Linked DNA regions of Sus scrofa: region 1 is linked to region 2. A link is a contact called in public Hi-C data. All regions are on one chromosome and are shown on one strand. Each heading gives the region's core, a stretch centred on a gene start, on an enhancer-like site or on the middle of the called end of the contact. The rest is flanking DNA. Distances are from core to core; before and after follow the strand shown.

Evidence for each region. Hi-C and Micro-C count contacts between places; a contact is called where the count stands out from the background.
Region 1: a contact with region 2 is called in a Hi-C map of liver, with 6 times the contacts expected there. The contact joins two enhancer-like sites. A contact is called at or near these places in 1 of 47 Hi-C or Micro-C datasets (liver) and 1 of 2 datasets of contacts at active chromatin or transcription factors (alveolar macrophages).

What each region holds. Positions count from the first base shown.
Region 1 is chr1:25,902,713-25,906,400 of Sscrofa11.1, forward strand. All of the region lies in intron 1 of NHSL1 (NHS-like protein 1), which reads left to right. Among named protein-coding and RNA genes, the nearest start is that of HEBP2, 110 kb to the right of the region's middle. Within about 2 kb of position 2,084, at least 13 of the 83 cell types and tissues checked have an H3K27ac peak or open chromatin away from gene starts, as enhancers often do. A contact at or near this core is called in liver, where this site is marked.
Region 2 is chr1:25,746,665-25,750,448 of Sscrofa11.1, forward strand. All of the region lies in intron 1 of NHSL1 (NHS-like protein 1), which reads left to right. Among named protein-coding and RNA genes, the nearest start is that of NHSL1, 85 kb to the left of the region's middle. Within about 2 kb of position 2,362, at least 10 of the 83 cell types and tissues checked have an H3K27ac peak or open chromatin away from gene starts, as enhancers often do. A contact at or near this core is called in liver, where this site is marked.

The DNA.
Region 1 (3,688 bases), core at 834-3,333, 160 kb after region 2:
TTACAAAATATTAATATTGTTCTCTGTATTATATAGTAAGACCTTGTTTTTATCTATTTTATATATAGTAGTTTGTATCTGCTAATCCCAAACTCCTAATTTATTTCCCCACCCCTTTCCTCTTTGGTAACTGTAAGTTTGTCTTCTGTGTCTGTGAGTCTATTTCTGTTTTGTGAATAAGTTCATTTATATCCTCTTTTTTTTTTAAAGATCCCACATATATATGATATCATGATATTTGTCTTTCACTGTCTGCCTTAACTTCACTTAGTAATCTAAGGTTCGTCCATGTTGCTGCAAATAGCATTATTTCATTCTTTTTTATGGCTGAGTAATATTCCACTATATATATATATATATATATATATAGACAGATAGATATAGATATAGATATATACACGATATCTTTATCCATTCATCTGATGATGGATATGTTGCTTTTGTGTCTTGGATATTGTAAATAGAGCTACTATGAACATTGGGGTATCTTTTCCAAGTAATGGTTTTCTTCAGATAGATAACTAGGAGTGGGATTACTGGATCATGTGGTAACTCTTACTTTTAGTTTTTTTTAAGGAAACTCCCTACTGTTCTCTGTAGTGGCTGCATTAGTTTATCTTCCCACCGACAGTATAGGAGGGTTCCCTTTTCTCTACACCCTCTCCAGCATTTATTATTTGTAGACTTTCTGATGATGGCCATTCTGACTTGGTGTGAAGTGATAACTCATTATAGTTTTGATCTGCATTTCTCTAATAATTGACGATATTGAACATCTTTTTATGTGCCTATTGGTCATCATTTTGGGGCTTTGATCATGACCATACAGTTTATGCAAACCCGACTCTTAAAATCAGTTTGTCAAGGTAGCAAGTAGTCAGGAACTAAAATATTTATTTAAAATTGTCCAACAATATGAAATTAAAAGGGAGATTGGTGGAGTTCCTGTTGTGGCTCAACAGGTTAAGAATCCAACATAGTATCCATGAGAATGTGGGTTTGATCCTTGGCCTCACTCAGGGGTTAAGGATGAGCTGTGGTGTAGGTTGCAGATAGGGCATGGATCCAGTGTTGCTGTGGCTGTGGCCTAGGCCTCTGCTGCTGCACCAATTCAACCCCTAGCCTGGGAACTTCCATATGCCATGGTTGTGACCATAAAAAAGAAAAAGAAAGAGAGAGGTCGGTGAGATTAAAGGCTAACCTGAGTCAGTAGGTGACTATAACCTATCCCCCAGACTCTTGGTGTCCTACCTGGAATAGATAAGAACTTAAGAGAGGCAGGCAGTGTTAGGATACAGCCAAAGGTCAGGCGTGGGCAAAAAACACTAAAATAAGGAACACAGATTATTTACCTTTATTCCTTCTTCAATCAACATTGGTTTACCTTGGTTTTACAGAATTTGCCTACTTTCTCAATGCGTTTTTCTGTCTCTAAAATGTTTCTAAAACACAGGATCACCATCTTACATGAAAACTTTTGATGTCCAATCATTACTGACTGACTAAAATCTAACATCTTTGATTTGACAGGCAAGGTTCTTCTCAACTGGTCCTGACTTACTTTCCCGCCGTATTCCCACTGCTGCCCCTAGGAATTCTGCTTTCTCACCCACTGGGTCAGCAGGTTGTCTCTGGCAGGTTCAGTGGCAGACAGCAATGTAGGCAGAGGGGGATTTAACACAGGGTGTAAAGATCACTGGGAAACCTTGCCGAACAGGTCCAAGCTGAAGCAGTCACCTTAGAACTGGCTCAGCAAGGGACCCGTTCTCTCTGCCGCGATTAGGTTTTGCCTCTGAGACCACAGTTGCTTCTCCTATATTCCTTACCCGCAAACTAAGCACCACTGGTCCTGCCTGCCATCTCCACGAGAGCAGGGGCTGGACACTGAGACTTCTGTTACCACTCCTGAAAGCCCAGGGGTGTGGACTCCAGTCCTCAGCCGAGTTCAGGTGCACCGCCTTGGCAAACCAGGAGGTCAGGTGTAAGGGAGTCTGGGAAATGGGGTTTCCAGCTCCTGGCCACCCACACACAGTGCGCTGTACAGGGTGGTTGGACTGGGGCTGTCAGAGGCAACGCGCACCATCTGCTGTCCACGTGACTCAAGGTTCCCAGCACTTGGATCACTGGCTCCCTTCTTCATGCCTTTGCTCTCGTTCCTTTGTCTAGTTGGAATGTGTTTCATATCCTTCTCTATCTAGCAAAGCCGTGCAGGTCTAGCTCACATGTCATCCTGCTTTGTCACGTTTCCCTGGGTATCATTTCCTCCTGGCCCCCATTAGCGGTCACCCTCTATTTTAAAATGTGTATTGTTGCCATTTTATTAAGGTCTTCTTCCATTCAACAGAAATTCCTTACAAATAAGGCAGAGATTCATTTCGTCATTTAGTCAGCAAACTTAATGTATCTCCAAAGTCAATAAAGGCGTAATTCGTCCTCAGGCAGGGAAGGTCCCAGTGGGAGAATGTAACCACAAAGGAATGGGTCATGCACTCTGGGGTGGGGGCTGAGGAGAGGTCGCCGGAGATAAAAGGGTCAAGGAAGCCTTTGTGGAAAAATTGTCTTCATCTTGGGGTTTCCAGTGCCTCAAGTAATGCTTAGGATCTTTAATAAAAGGAGACCAGGCTGGGAGTTCCTGCTGTGGTGCAGTGTGTTAAGAACCTGACAGCAGCATGGGTCAGGGCAGAGATGCTGGTTCCATCCCCGGCCTAGTGCCATCCCCGGCCTAGTGCAGTGGGTTAAAGGATCCAGCATTGCTGCAGCTGCAGCTCCAATTCAGTCCCCAACCCAGGAACCTCCATAAGCCTCAAGTGCAGCCATAAAATTAAAACAAACAAACAAATATCCCAACAAAACAAAACAAAACAAAAAACAGGCTGGAAAAGAGTGAAGTATTTTTTTTTTTTTTGCAATAGATTTTTGTCTGTAGTTAAAAGCGCTCTACCAATACTGATACTTTAACATTAGCTGTTACTATTTTTTGACTGTGACGGAGGCATGCGGAAGTTCCCAGGCTAAGGATTGAACCTGAGCCACCGCAGTGACAACACCAAATCCTTAACCGCTAGGCCACCAGGGAACATTAGTTATTTTTTAATGCCATAAAATAAAGCTAGAGCTCATTTGCTTTAAACTATTTCTTTTCTTCCTGTAACTCATTCTTTCAACAAGCTAATATTAATTGCATGCATACTGTGTATCTGATCTGCTGTTTGCCGTCTAGACCCTGCGACCCACTGAGCCATGGCCTCTGCTCTATAGTCTAGATCCTGTGTCCAGTGAGACATAAGGTCATTAAACAAATCACTGCACTGAAACAAGAGCTAGGGCTCTGAAAGAAAAGTCCAGGTCTCTGTGAGAGTGATTAATAGGAGATATTAATGGAATCAGAGGGTCGAAAAGGATTTGATTTCCTGAAGAAATGGCAATTAATCTGAGACCTAGAGTGCGATGGGAAAGGAGCAAGTAAAAACTCATCCACTTGTTCTTCTGGCTCTTATTTTTAGTAGCAGCCAAAAAAGGGTTGTTTCCTTTACCTCCTCCCCATTGCCCATCAGCTCCAGTCATCACCTGGTTGCTGATATCCTTGATATTCAAGAAGATAAATTCCGATTTTGACACCCAGGGAAGCCTTTCAAAAAACGATTTGTGTAATGAAATGAAAATAACCATTATCTGTGTGGGAATTTTT
Region 2 (3,784 bases), core at 1,112-3,611:
AGTGAGGCCAGGGATCGAACCTGTGTCCTCATGGATGCTAGTCAGAATCGTTTCCACTGAGCCACAACAGGAACTCCCAGAGGCTATTTTAAACAGAAGTGTTGGGTGTACCTTTCTGACAAGCTTCTACTTTGCTTTGCCTCCCAAGTCAAGTCCTTATGATGTTCCCAGGGGCCTGAGTGTTCACACAAGAGTTATCAAGCAGGCAGGATTTTTTTTTTTTTTTTTTTTTAAATCTCCTCGTGCTTCCTAGGATTTCTTCTCCGTGTCTCTCTGTGTTTAATTATTTGTGAGCCTGTCAATTGCACTCATGAGCCATGTCTAGGGAATGATGGTTGGAGTTCTGTCCATCAGTCCAATGGATTGCTAAGACTTTGCTGTTACCCTGTCTGCTGGAAAAATCCAGCGTATCTTATGTCTAAGATGCTTGCCCGCAATGACAGTTCTCTGTATCTTTACAGCAAACAGATCTTTGAGTCAAAAGATAATTGTCTCCTGCCTTCTTTATTGGTTCTTTAGTTGGGCAGCATTCCTGTTGTACTAATAAATATTATGTTGCTGTTTTTCCTCTGCAGTTACATTTCTCTTTTTCTCTTAAAAAACAAATAAACTTTTCCCTTTTCCCTTCACCAAAATGGCAGTTAGACATCTGTCTCGAGATTTCTCACCTTGGCGGGTGCCTGGTCTTGGCAACATATGGGGTCTGTTTAGATTTAGCTCAGCAAGATTTACAAACAAAGGTCTGCCAACTATCTCTTGCAACTGCCTTTCTTGTTTTGGGGGAAGGGGAGGATTAACCTAGTTCTTTTTGTTGCAGATGTTGATTGGCTTAGTTAAAAAATTAAGTCTATGGAAAAATAGAGACAGGGTAAATTCATGCATGACAGTGGTGGCAGGGGATGAAGGTGTGAAGTGGGTGGGAGACGTGTCTTTGAGTGCCATTAGTGTTCTTCACATAGTCTAAATATATTGCTTGCAAATTGCAAGGTCTGTTTAATAATAAGTATTTACGGTAACATTTATGGGATAACATTTGTAGCTAATATTTGTAGGATACTTACTATGGGCCCATTTCATTAATCCTCATAAAAAACTGTGGAGAGAGACATTTTCGACCCCCGCTTTACTGATTTTACTGAGCAGCACAGAGAGGTAAAGCAATTTACCCTAGGTCACAGATCTGAGAAGTGCTTGTTGAGGTGAGTGATGTGTTCAAACATTTTATTTGAGTACTTTTAGTAAATTTTTATGAACTTTTTAAGTTCACTTTAACATTGAAAAATTTGCTGAATTTGGCTAGGGGGTGATAAGTCTTTTCTGTTTTATTCTGGTTATTTTCAGTCATTGTGCCACTAGCTCAGTGGTGTGCTCTGTGGAGGTGAATTAGCAGCCCAGGTGACAGTGCTGTGGTGAATCTGTAGAGAAGTAATGAAGTTTAGTTCTTTGAACTTCACTGATGAAAGGTACTCTAGTCTCCAAATACAAAGTCATTTTGTTAATGCTTCCCATCTTCTGGCCTCTTTTCCTCTGCCAGACATTCATGCTCAGTGTCAGAAGAGAGGTAATATAAGAACAAATTCAATTTCTGGCTTCTTTTGATCTAGTGCTATGTTAGAGGGGCAGATGCTCTCCTTTCCTTCTGTCTCAGAGCTTGCTATCTTTAAGTATGGTGACACTATAATATGCTATCTCAAGCTTATACCTCAGGGAAATGGCTTAGTTTACTTGTGAAGGAGAAGAAGCAGTGCTGAGACTAGCTGGTTGATTCTCCACTCTCTAGCACATTTATCTTTAGCACGTTTACCTGTATTTTTGTCTTTGTCTTTTTTTTTTTTTTTTTTTTTTTAGGGCTGCACCCTCGGCGTTTGGAGGTTCCCAGGCTAGGGGGTCGAGTCAGAGCTACAGCCACTGGCCTACACCACAGCCAGTGACGCGGGATCCGGGCTAAACCACAACTCATGGCAATGCCGGATCCTTAACCCAATGAGCATGGCCAGGGATCGAACCCGTGTCCTCATGAATACTGCTCGGGTTTGTTAACCACTGAGCCATGATGGGAACTCCACGTTTACCTGTACTATTGGAAAATACCTTTCACCACGCGCTGTTTGCTGGCAGCTGCGGCCTTGAGAATTGGGTCCCATAATCATTAACTTAAATCAGCAGTTCTCAGAGTGTGATTCCCTGGGCCAGCAGCATCAGCATCTCCTGGGAACTTGCTAGAAATGCAAAATCTTGGCCCCACCCCAGACCTACTAAATCAGAATCAGTGTGGGTGGGCTCAGCAGTCTGCTGTTAACAGCCTTCCAGGTGGTTCTGATGCTGGAGTTTGAGAACCGCCCTCTGCAGGATCTGCTGGCCTAGGGCCAGAGGAGTGACTCTCCTCGGAGACCTGTAGCCTGTGCTGTGCTTGGGCAGGGACTGGGGCCAACAATACTGCATTCCCAGAAGGTTGTTTACAGAGCTTCTGCCTTTGGTCCAGGGCACTTTGGGTCTGAAGCATGCTTCATTACCATACAACTAAGCATCTTCGAATCCTGCCAATCTGTGTTTTGGCCAAACACTTGCTAGCTGGCCTTCACTATTTGGAGATGAATAACCTGCCTCCTAGGCCTGTCCATCCTCCTCAGGGCCAAGGGCAGCCTCTCTGATTTTCCCTTTCCCAGGCACTTTAAACAGCATCTAGAGAGCAGGGAGGTGACTCACCACAATCACAGGGTAGGGACACACTTTCTAAACAAAATCCGAGGGGAGAGGATTATTCTTTCTAAATACTGATTACGTAAAATCCCCATTTCGATAGTTTAGTGAGTGCCTCCTAAAAAACGTGACTAGGAAAACTTGAGGCGGCCATGGGAGATTTTACTCGTGGATGGGATGTACACGTTTGAATAAACATGAGAACAACACACAAGCAGGACTATATCTAGTAGATGGTGTTCTGTTGCTGGCAGTGGGATCTTATTTTGCTTTTACCCAATATAATTCAGCTTTTCAGTTGGTTACTTTCTTATTTATGTAATCTATCCGATACAGTATAGTCTACTGTAATTTAGAGGGGTCAGAGATAATTGAAGCAGTTTGATAGTGGCTGCAAAGCATAGTAAAGAGATAGGCTGTATGACCTTGAATAAATCAGTTAACGTCTCCTTGCTTATGTTTTTCCTTTGGTAAAATGGGCATTGTGTTAATTGTTTATGTGCGGATAAAATGAGATCTATAGAACAGTGCCTAGCCCATAACAAATAATAAATATTAGTTGATAGGTACCATGGACTGGTGATCGATATATTTTTAAAAACTTTTTATTACTTTTTTCTGAGTGTATTCCAGAATTTAAGACATTGGAATAAAGGATTGCACTTACTTATTTGATTGGACTCTAATAGAGTACAAGTTTCATAATGAATGTGCTTGTGTTCTAATTAATTGAGTTTTCTAGAGAGCTGGTAGTTAGGTTTGATAAGGGGGTTAATTGTGGGACTTAAGGATCATTGTTTTTGATATCATGATAATTCAGTTCTGAAGGTCTAGAATATTGAATTAACTTTATTCAGCATGTTCTCTAAAAATGGTGTTTTAATTACATTTTGATGTGAGTGTGTTTTGATGTCATTTTCCTCTTTTCAAACTAAGAGCAGATAAAATCAAGTTAGGTATTTTGGTTTGTTGCCTTCCAGTGAGTTGGTATTATTACACATGGGATCTCTAATTTAGAAACCTGTCAAGTTACAAAAGTTCATTTGTAAGTTGTTTTGAACTTGTAATATATTTCCTCTTATTA